Regions from separate parts of the Zea mays genome. Here all the other regions are linked to region 1. A link is a contact called in public Hi-C data. All regions are on one chromosome and are shown on one strand. Each heading gives the region's core, a stretch centred on a gene start, on an enhancer-like site or on the middle of the called end of the contact. The rest is flanking DNA. Distances are from core to core; before and after follow the strand shown.

Region 1 (3,537 bases), core at 179-2,678:
CAAAATATAACCACAACAAAGGAAACAGTATGCACATCTACATGCATCTAAATCCATAGAATGCAAAATAAAAATGGGTCTACAGGAATCAAATCAGAGTACTTGCCAGCTAAGGAAAGGATTTCCAAAGTGATGATTTTGTCCCGTAAGCAACAATTTTACATTTTCTTCTGCATCAGTCTCGCTTGGAAGGAATTGTATGAGAAATTTTCTCTCGGCTTCTGTAAGAGATGTAGACCATGCCTACATCAAGGACAAGGTTTGTTGATGTATAGTTAACAGAATAGCATAAAATATCAGACTAACGCTACCAAAATAAAGAATTTAGCAAGTAAAGGCAATGGTAGAAAATAAAATGAAAACAGATCATGGTAAATAAACTCAGAAGTTAACATTGTAGGTAAGAAGCTAGGTATACCTCATAGGATAGCACACCTTTCAGGCTCTTAAGAGAGAAAATCTCTGGAGGAACATACATAACATCAGCAAGGCCTGAACAGTGTTTCTGGCTTTCCATGAAAGGGGCCAAGTCTGACCACAAAATTCCAACTTGTTCCTTCTCTGGCACAACTTTCCTCAGATATTGATCCCATTTAAGACTGATATGAGGCTTCAAACTTACTAGACAATGAGATGTGTCAAATTTTGCTTTCTTCCCTGGCCTGCACTGCTCTGAGTTGGTGCAATTTGTCTGCCGTTTATTTTGCTTGCTTGCTGTCATTCTACAGGTCATTTGGTCATTTAACTGGAAGACCGGAAACCCTTTACTTTTGAGTTTTGAATAACTTCCTATTCTTGCTTTAATCCTAATTTATTTCGGATGTTATAGAGAATCATGGAGCACCTAAAACAGGACATATATAGGTTAAATTTTCAGCTCAATATATAAGCACAATCTAATGGTGAAGCACCCTGAAAGATTGTTCCATCCAGCTCCACAAACCAAAGTAACTAGTCAAATCATAAAACTGAGTAACTGACAGTAGATAATCATCATAAGGCAAACAAAAAGAAGTAGAAGAAACTGTTGAAAGTGATTTGGAAGCATGTCGTCATTACTACTTTTCCTGCTTGTCACCCGGCGTCGTTTGAGGGAGGAGGGGATGGGCTCCTGAAGGTGTGTAGCTCGGCGGGAAAGACATGATTGAGGATAGGGCTCCTGGCAGCGTGCTGTGGAAGTCACGGAACAGAGGAGGATCCAAGGAGGTGATACGGAGATGATGGACTGTTACCTGTCGATGCGATTGATGAACAGAGCGGGAGTGCCAAGACATTGACGGTGGCGACGCCCTAGCTTCCGCCGTCAGATGCGTTGAAACCCTAGCTAATATTATGCGTTGTTGGGAGGAAAAGGCTGTGAAGACGGACGGAGCTTCTAGAGAGAGGAACGCACATCCGCTGGTCCCAGCCGCCGACGCTGCAGTCGCGGTAGCCGACGCTAGGCACGCGATGCCTATTGAGACCCTTCTAGAAAACGGTTGATTTTTTATAAACTGCACATGGCTAGAATTCTCTAGGCATCTACAACAGCCCGGGAGGCTGAGAAGAAATCTCGTCCGTTGATGGAACATCTTGCGCACATGTTTTTTTTGCCGACGTGGATGTACGGGTGCGCACGTTTGCGTCGCGCTCTATATATAGAATAGAATTTCAGACATAAAGACGGGAAACTAGAAACATTCAATTTAATCACATGGTTTGATCATTTTCTATTTTTCTAAATATATTATATCTCTAGATAGAACCTAGGGGTGTTATGGTGATATTGAATTATACATAATAAAAACGTTATATTTTTCAATACTACATGGATTTTCTAGATATACATGATTTTTATGAAGCAATATGCTTTGATATCATGCATTTTTCATCATACAACAATCCGTTCAGTGAATTCCAATTTTTATTTAAATAACTAGAATTTTAATCCACAAGTACAATTTAAATCATTAATCTGGTAATAAAATAAATTAAACTACAAATAATTAAAATATGAAAACAATATCACAAAACCAAAAGTATATTTTATAGCTCCTTTAACAGTTCACATGTCCTAACAAAATATACTTTAGGTAGCGTTTGGTTGAGCACTTATAATGGTAACGTTAATGTAATTAAATAAGAGTGGTATCTATTATCATGGAAATGAAAAGCGCCAATTGTTTGGATAAACCTGGTAACGTTTTCCATTTCCTTTACGTTGTTTGGATGGTCCTAGAGGTAATGAAGCCTAACAGCCGCACATAGGAGCAAACATGTGCTACTAGTAGAGCACATAGCAGCGAAATTGGGCAGCCGTACCGATCGAAGCCAACTTCAGCTGCACATAGCACACCATGTGAGAATTGAAGTTCAGTATGCCCTTAACTATGAAACTAATCAAGTGATAAATATGCACTCTCAAGTGATTGTGCTATGCATAATGAGAACCAAGAAATTAATCAAGTCGCTGGGATGTAAAACCCGAGAAAACAACAATCAAATGACATATGTAAAACCTGAGAAAACAACAATCACAAAGTAGCACTGTCATGTGAATGAAAACTACAGGTTACCTTGTGAAGATAAAACTTTGTAGTCCCTATGCGAACAATGATGTCGCTCACCAATTCAGATGTCGCAATACTGCAAGATTAAACAGATCTCATTAGTAGAGAAGTGGAAAACAACAAGATAACAAAAGAAAATTGATGCTTACAAATTGAAGTACAAACTTTGGATTATTATTCGAATCTGATTGTCTTATTGAGCAAAAGAACCTTTTTCTACAACAGTAAGCCAATATATGGAGGAAGTTGACATGAAACTCTAAATGAAGCATCCTAAAATAAGCTCCACCCTGAGTTTCTCTTGTATTCTATGCATATTAGTCAGCCACTAATGAGCGGTAAAAAACTGATGTGAGAATTCAAGTTCAGTATATGCCCTTAACTCTGAAAAACCGATGTGAGAATTTTGCAGGAAAAAACAGCACCAAATCTAGGCCATGTCAGCTCCAAATCTGTCAGCACCAACTCTGAAAAGCTGAGATTTGCAGCATTATTTAATTATTAAACCAAATAGGTGGCTGGCTGATTTGGAATGGTAAAATTGTCCTTTGATATTCGCTAGACACCCAAGCGGTTGCTCTTTAACTAACCATGTTTCTTAGGCAAATAAGCTACTTAAACCACGTGCTTAGGCACATGATTCTTTAATCTTTATTGTAGTATGGCTTCTTTTCTTCTGGACTCATGGGCAGAGCAAGTCTCTATGCTCTAGGCTCTTGCACAGTAAAATAGACGAGAAAGCAACCAACTAATGAGTAAATTACCTCAAGAACGGCACCTTATGAGTCGATTCAGTAAAGAATAGCACCAGACGATGACAAGCACGGGGTGGCGGGGCTCATCGCCGCCGCCGTGGAGCCTGCCTCATGGGAACACCACCTTAGAAGAGCTGGATGAGAGGGACAGGGAGGGAGAGAAAGGAGGCTCACTGGTACAGTACAGGGGCAAGTTCTTTGATGAGATCTAGGACGTGTATCATCGACGGCAG
Region 2 (3,441 bases), core at 213-2,712, 550 kb after region 1:
TTCACTCTCTCCCCCTCTCTCCCACGCACACACACGGAGAGAGATCTGGATTGTTTCGACATGGTCAATTTATCTCTGCTCTGCTGTACCTGTACTCTTGTTGGCGAAACAGACTCTCAGCGGTGCAAGATAGAATAGAATACAGAGAAGAAGAAGAAGAAGAAGAAGAAGAAACACCCTGAAAATCTGCATGCAGTGTCAAAATGCCTCTGAAAATTGTACTAGAAAACATGGGGAAATAGCAGGACAGGCAGACTTCTAAAAATATTGTTTGGCAGGGGTCAATCCAGAGTCTGAATTGTGTATCCGAGATGTAAACAAGGCACACGCAGGAGGGCGGGAAACACAGGTTCAGAAACATCCGAAGATTCATGCCCGGCCCACTCCCCAGCGAAGAAGCAAAGAAGTCGCAGAATCGATACCTGCGGCTTGCCCGGCACGACGGCGACGCAGTCCTTACAGCCCTGCAGCTTCTCGTCGCCGATGAGGGGGCGCGCGTGGACCGCCACCTTGACGCAGCAATCCTCGCCGTGCTCCATGGTCATCGCGCCCACCGGACGACCATACAACTAGCAACCACTTTCTATCTCTCTCTGTCTCTCTCTCTCTCTTTTCTCAATGCAAGCAGCAACAAGAACAGGGAGGGCAATAAGACAGACAAACAGACAGGGGGAGGAAGGATAGAAAGAAGAGAAGTGAAGCAAAAGACTAAAGCAGGCAGCAGCAGATGGTGATAGCGAGTAACAGCAGCCACCACCACCACCACCGATGGATGGACGGGTCTGATGGGTTGACGGATGGATCAATCCTCCTCCTCCGCCTGCCACACCATCATGGTTCCTTTCCTTGGGTTACACTTCAATTCCCCCCCTCCCCTCCCCTGTCTCTGTTCGTTCGTGCGAGGTAGATAGAGATGGATTCAGGTGGAGATGTTGGTAGTAGCGTCAGGCGGAGTCTCGGCCGAAGCAAGGAGCGAGGAAAACTTGACCGTCACTTCTGCAACTACCACCACCGCCGCGCGCCCTGCCCTGCCCTGCCCTGCCGCCGATCCAGTCCAACCGCAACCGCGGCTAGCTGCAATTGAGTGAGCGAGCTGTGGCTACAAATGCTGCTTGCCACTCCTGCTGCTCGGATCTTGCTGCCCTGATTCCCCCTCCCCGCTGCGCTGGTGCTCTTAGTTGGGAAGGCGGGGGGTCCTTTGGGCCTGGTGTTTGGTGGTGGGTGGGAATGGAGACGGAGAGCGAGAGCGAGACGGAGGAGGACAAAGCAAGGCTAGGCTAGGTGTGGGAGATGAGTGTGTGCTGGTGAAGGATGGCCTGTGGGTGTGGGGGGTGCCCCTGCGGCCTGCCGCTCTCTTGGCTTGGAGTATTTTATTTCCTTTCCTCCTTTTTTTCCCGGCGAAGGTGAGTGAGTGAGTGGGCAGGGACGGGGAGCGAGCGAGAGAGCGAGTGATTAATCACTGCCTGCAGCTGCGGTGTTATTACCTTTCCACTGCTCGCTCGCTCGCTCGTCCGTCCGCCGCAACAAGGACGTGGCATCTTCTTGGTTGTTAGTGACCCAAGCACAATTGACCGAACTGACCTCTCTCTCTCTCGTCTTGAAAGTAAATCCTACCATCTGCTGATTTATCTTTTTCCGTACGGATCCCTATCAAGCGAGACGTAGTGCTAATTTTTTTTTATAAAAAAAATAATTATCGCGGGCAGGATTTCTATCAGGAAAACACATTTTCCCCATTTCATTCGCTGGTCGCCTTTTTCTCGCCTTATTAATCGAGAAATAATAGAAAGAGAAACCGGAACTGTTGCTCCGATTCAGTGCCTGTGAAGGCAGTCAGGAGCCAGAACATCAGAGCTGCCCACCTGCTCTCTGGTACTGGTAGTATATATATATAGTAAATGTAACGGACAATGGCAACGTGTAGTAGCTAGGGAAAACAACAGCGGGACAAGACAAGCTACGTACACGGTACGGCAGTGCACTGCATGTGGTGATGTGGAGCCAGGCATACTGTAACTGTAGCGCCACGTTGAGTTCTCATGCACTTTATACATACCGTAACGTATTTCCCATCCATAAACGTGACGCTGCCGCATCGTTGCCTAGTGGCTTCCACAAGACCACAAGAAATTAACTTGGGGGACCGAAAAGCATTGACTGGTGCCGTTGTTTCATGTAATAAGCTTTCCCCCTCGAATCGCTAACAAACGCTGTCCCCATCTCCTCCTCCTCCTCCCACCACCGCTACAAAAAAAAACGAACACGGGCCAACGACGCTATATATGACAGCACAGCACACACAGAACGTGGTCTAGAGTCAAGTCAGAACGGAGTAGTAAAGTAACAAGTACTCCTAATAAGTTGCAAGGCGCAAGAGTGTCGAGAGCATGCATGGCGACGTCGCCGTCACTCAGAGGACAGTAGATAGACGATGAAACAAACAACACTCCTAACTCCATCGATCGAAGCTGATGGGGCGTCAATTCTGCTATGCCATTAGGTTAGCAAGCAAGCAGAAACAGAGGAGGAGGAGGAGGAGGAGGAGGCGTACGCGTGAATGGCGTCTCAACAGGCCACATTCGGTTTGCGCGCGGGACGTCGCTGATGCCAACGCTCCACCTCCCCTCTAACAGCGACGTAATAATCCCGTAGTTTATGCGGGGGCAGGTGCCCCTCTCTCGCGCGCGCACACATGCACGTCACATTATCTGAGTATCATATTGTTTTGCACAAAGTGCTGGATCCCCTTTCACGTCTCGGTGGTTAGCCAGTCCCATGTGCCTTCCAGAACAATGTACTTGTTTGTTTTTTTATATATTTCACGGCTCGGTCTCTCTCTTTCTCTTTTTTTCTTATTTCATCCAAGGCTGGGCACAAGCTTGTTGGTGGGAGGTTTGGTTGTGGACTGCCAGTGCCACTGCCTAAAGTTAGCTGTACCAGAATACAGCAGCCTGCGCTGCAGCATGGGCTTGACCGACCGATCCGACCCACCTCTCTCTCGTGCAGCGCTTTGTTTCTTAACCCCCCTCTTTTTTTCGCCGCCTGTTGCTTTGCTCTTTCTTATATGGTTTCTTTAGTGAACCTAGGCATGGACATGGATAATATCATCTCTGAAATACGTTCCATGGAAGACCCCGCTATGCTACTAGTTGCTTTTGTGAAATCATATCGTTTCCAAGGGACGTGTAGTATGTGTATAGGATTTACTACAAGTTTCCTGGATAATGCATAACATCCGATCCAATCTTTTTAGTTACTCGCGCGTTTATTCGTGAGGCGGCAAAATAGATGTTCATCAGCTGTCCGAGTCCAGAATGGTGTGCAGTATGACATGAAAAAAAAAACACTGTTATTCATTATTTTACTTACCTATGCTTTCTTCTGGAATGATCGGCTAGCTAGGTCTATCATGGATTAGGATATATTCTGATTTTGTCTCAT
Region 3 (3,373 bases), core at 782-3,281, 650 kb after region 1:
CTTCTCAGCATGAGGGAAACAATGTGTCACTGCATGCATTAACCCTTTTTGAGCGTCCGAACAGATAGCCAGTGCTTCAAGTTCGCCAACAGCCTTCTTCAATTGTGACATGAACCAAATCCAACTATCAACTGTCTCAGATTGGAAAAACCCAAATGCTAAAGGATACATCCAATTATGCCCGTCCACACCGGTTGCTGAAGCAAGCTGTCCATTCCACCTTCCGTTGAGTGCAGTCGAGTCAACACTCAAGTATGGTCTACAACCATCCCTAAAACCTGATATGCACGGCCCTAGGGCACAAAAAAACGGTTGAAATAGTATTTCCCATCCTCTACAACCACATCAATCTCTACAATGCTATCAGGTTCTATAGCTAGTACTGCCTCCCGCCAAGAGAATAGTAGCTTGAAGCTCTCCTCCCAACTGCCAAACAACTCTTTTAATGCCTTCTCCTTCCCCTTCCAAACTGTGTCGTAACCAATAGTGACATTGTGAACTCCTTGAAGTGTATCTTGCAATTCTTTAGCACCCATATGGGGTTTCTTCATAAGTAGTGGCAAAGCGTGAAAAGCTACCCATCCACAACTTGGTGTAGTCGTCTTCCTCCTTCCACTAGATGTGCAAGTATGCGAATCATGCAATACAGCAACCTGCAAAATTGTACAATTACAACTTCGAACACAAACAAAACCTAAATTCAAATGTATGAATTAACATACCACAATGGTCGGGAGTCCTTTCTTTTCCTCTCGTGCATAAATCCTCCAAGGGCAATCACCACCTTTACAATATCCGACATATCTGGTAGTGGAAGTTACATCGATTCCAAGCTCGAACTCGTGCTTTATGGCATATTGCCTCATAGCAATTCGAAATTATTTCATGTTAGGAAACAAACTACCAGGTTGCATTGACGGATTGATTTTATCATACATAACCCTCTTCTCATTTGGCAGGTAGTCTTCAAATGATTGGTCTATAGTATTGTCTCCAAAATTAATAGGCTCCGATTGATCCAAATTACTTGTATTTTCCTGTGACTTTCCCTCCTCATTGACGGCTGCATCTCTTGCATTTTCCTTTGTCGTTTCCCCCTCATTGAGTCCTAGATTACAATACATCTCCATCTCACTTGCAACATCACGTCTCCCTTCCTCCTCCCATAAATCACATAGTACCATAGATTCCTAATCTAACCTCGATTTGTCTTGTACCTTTTCATTTTCCTGGATGACAAGTCTCTATTAAGTGAATTCACATAATCATAACCTCACTATATTTTACTTAAATGAAGCACAACTAACCTCATTAACTTTATTTGCACCAAATGCAACTAACGGTAAGGAACTTGAACAAGGCGGTGGTGAAGACATCACGGGACCTGCCATTAATTCAACCAATAATTTACAAAATTAAAGGTTACATGTGCACGATTCATACCACAGCAAGGCACAAATATCTACCTGGATTTTCAGATATGCCTATGTTTGCATCATTGAACAGCTCTAAATCCACAATGCTCTATCCACTGCAAACAAAAACCGAGCTAGATCTTGTCAGTTCTGTTCAATTTGTAGTACATCATGGGGGGAGGAGACACGAATGGGGGGAGAGAAGTTGAATCAATCAAGAACAACAGAGACAAACTCACGGTGTCGGACAGGCGTGTGGGGAAGAAGCGGGGACCTTCATTCGGCCCCTAAACGGTGTCGGCTGCAGGGGTTGTAGCTCGGTCAGACAGGCGTCACCGGCGCCCTTCAATCTCTTCAATCGGCGGCTCTTCGTCGGAGGCTGCTGCGCCCGGCTAATGGAGGAGGAAGACGATTGAAGGACGCGACGGCAATGGAGGACAACTCACGGGCTCGACATCTCTACGGGCTCACGGCGACGGCGCAGGGGGACGGAACCCGGTGTCAATGAGAATAATACTGATCTAAACCTGTAAATGGTTTAGTCATATCTATTTTAGAGGGTTAGCTATGCCCAACTGTTTCATAAGGGAGAAACTCTCTCCTAGACCTCTATTTCGTCGAAGCCAAACCCTCGGTGTTTCATAATGACAAATTTCTCGCCCGCGAGGGGCCGGCCGAGTACCTGAGCTGATCACGAGTCTCTCAGCGAGTGCTGGAGAGCCCACTATGTCCGCCGCCGGCGGCGACCTGCCGGAGACTGTGGAGGTGACGCTGCGCGCCGTCGGCCCGTCCCGTCCAACCACCCTCCGCCTCCCTCCGCTTCTCTCGGTCGGTAAAACTACCACCCTCCTTTAACCTTCGTCTAGGCTGAGTCCCCTCCCTCATGTTGTAATCGTCTCTTATAGGTCGCCGAGCTGCGCGGCTGCATCGCGCGCGAACGCCGTCTAGCAGGCACGGAAGAAGTTCGACTCCGCTTGATCCTGCGGGGGAAGACGCTCCCGCACCAAGACGACAGCCATGTCACTCTCCGCGATGGGGGTGGGTGCCCTAAATCTGAACCCCTTATGTCTTCATTGGCGATGTGCGAGATATGTTCCTAACATCGCATACTGATTTATTTTCAGTAGTTTTGTCTTTTCGTCTATAAAATCCGTGCTGTCTGTTCAATTGAGTTTGTCATGATCCATTTACACGCAGTTCTGTTCATATGAGAGTTTATATATAGAAATATATATTTTCGTGATTTCTACAGATACTCTTATAGTCGCCGTGGCACCTAAGCCTCCTGTTAATCATCTTCTTGATGATGACGTTGAGGACGAAGAAGAGGATGAACTGGTACAATTTTCTTGCAGTACTTGCAAAAGCTTTGTAATGTTAGATATCTTTGTGTTCTTCATAAAAGTCCACCTCTCTTTCCATTTCTTTAGAAGTTCAGAATACCACAAACGACAACCTTGTGGAAGAGGAAATTTTTTATGTTTCTTCGAGACAAATTGAGATTGCCTGGTAATGTGCATGCATGGTGCTCATCTATTTTCTGGTAAAATGAAATGGCATTGTGCTGAATGTAATACCTATTCTACTTCTTCAGATATCATTTTGATGGCGCTGTTTTCTCTCAGTATGAAAGCATGGATTATCATTGCAATGTGGTTCCTATTGGCACCGATTGCTCAGAAGTACGACATTGGACCTTTATATGTAAGTAACTTCTTTAGTTATCAGAAACTCTAACCAATTTTTATCAGTGATGTACAGTATACTCATCCTGACAATGAAGTGCATGTAAGCATTTGAAACACATCTAGATAGTTATTGAAGAATTGAACATATCAATTTCGATCTCCATCCAAGGTTATACTGATATTTTGCTGAACCTTGATGCTACTATTATGTGTAGTAAAATTTTAGGGGCCGGAATGACCAAACTTAAGGATTTATTCAACGTTTCAGTT

The links. A called contact is a pair of places that touch in the nucleus more often than the background predicts.
Region 2: a contact with region 1 is called in a Hi-C map of leaf, with 2.5 times the contacts expected there. The contact joins the promoter of LOC103632344 here to the promoter of LOC100276564 in region 1. A contact is called at or near these places in 3 of 25 Hi-C or Micro-C datasets (leaf and tassel).
Region 3: a contact with region 1 is called in a Hi-C map of ear, with 2.2 times the contacts expected there. The contact joins the promoter of LOC103632345 here to the promoter of LOC100276564 in region 1. A contact is called at or near these places in 2 of 25 Hi-C or Micro-C datasets (bundle sheath and ear).

What each region holds. Positions count from the first base shown.
Region 1 is chr7:48,567,929-48,571,465 of Zm-B73-REFERENCE-NAM-5.0, forward strand. It overlaps LOC100276564, which reads right to left and starts at 1,429. Exons shown (of 8, transcript NM_001363614.2): 1 at 1,233-1,429; 2 at 419-844; 3 at 107-243. The coding sequence starts at 733.
Region 2 is chr7:49,116,152-49,119,592 of Zm-B73-REFERENCE-NAM-5.0, forward strand. LOC103632344 (kinesin-like protein KIN-4A) reads right to left here and starts at 1,463. Exons shown (of 25, transcript XM_008654154.3): 1 at 423-1,463. The coding sequence starts at 545.
Region 3 is chr7:49,220,489-49,223,861 of Zm-B73-REFERENCE-NAM-5.0, forward strand. LOC103632345 (ubiquitin family protein) reads left to right here and starts at 2,032. Exons shown (of 7, transcript XM_008654156.4): 1 at 2,032-2,243; 2 at 2,321-2,453; 3 at 2,668-2,753; 4 at 2,846-2,924; 5 at 3,010-3,119. The coding sequence starts at 2,142.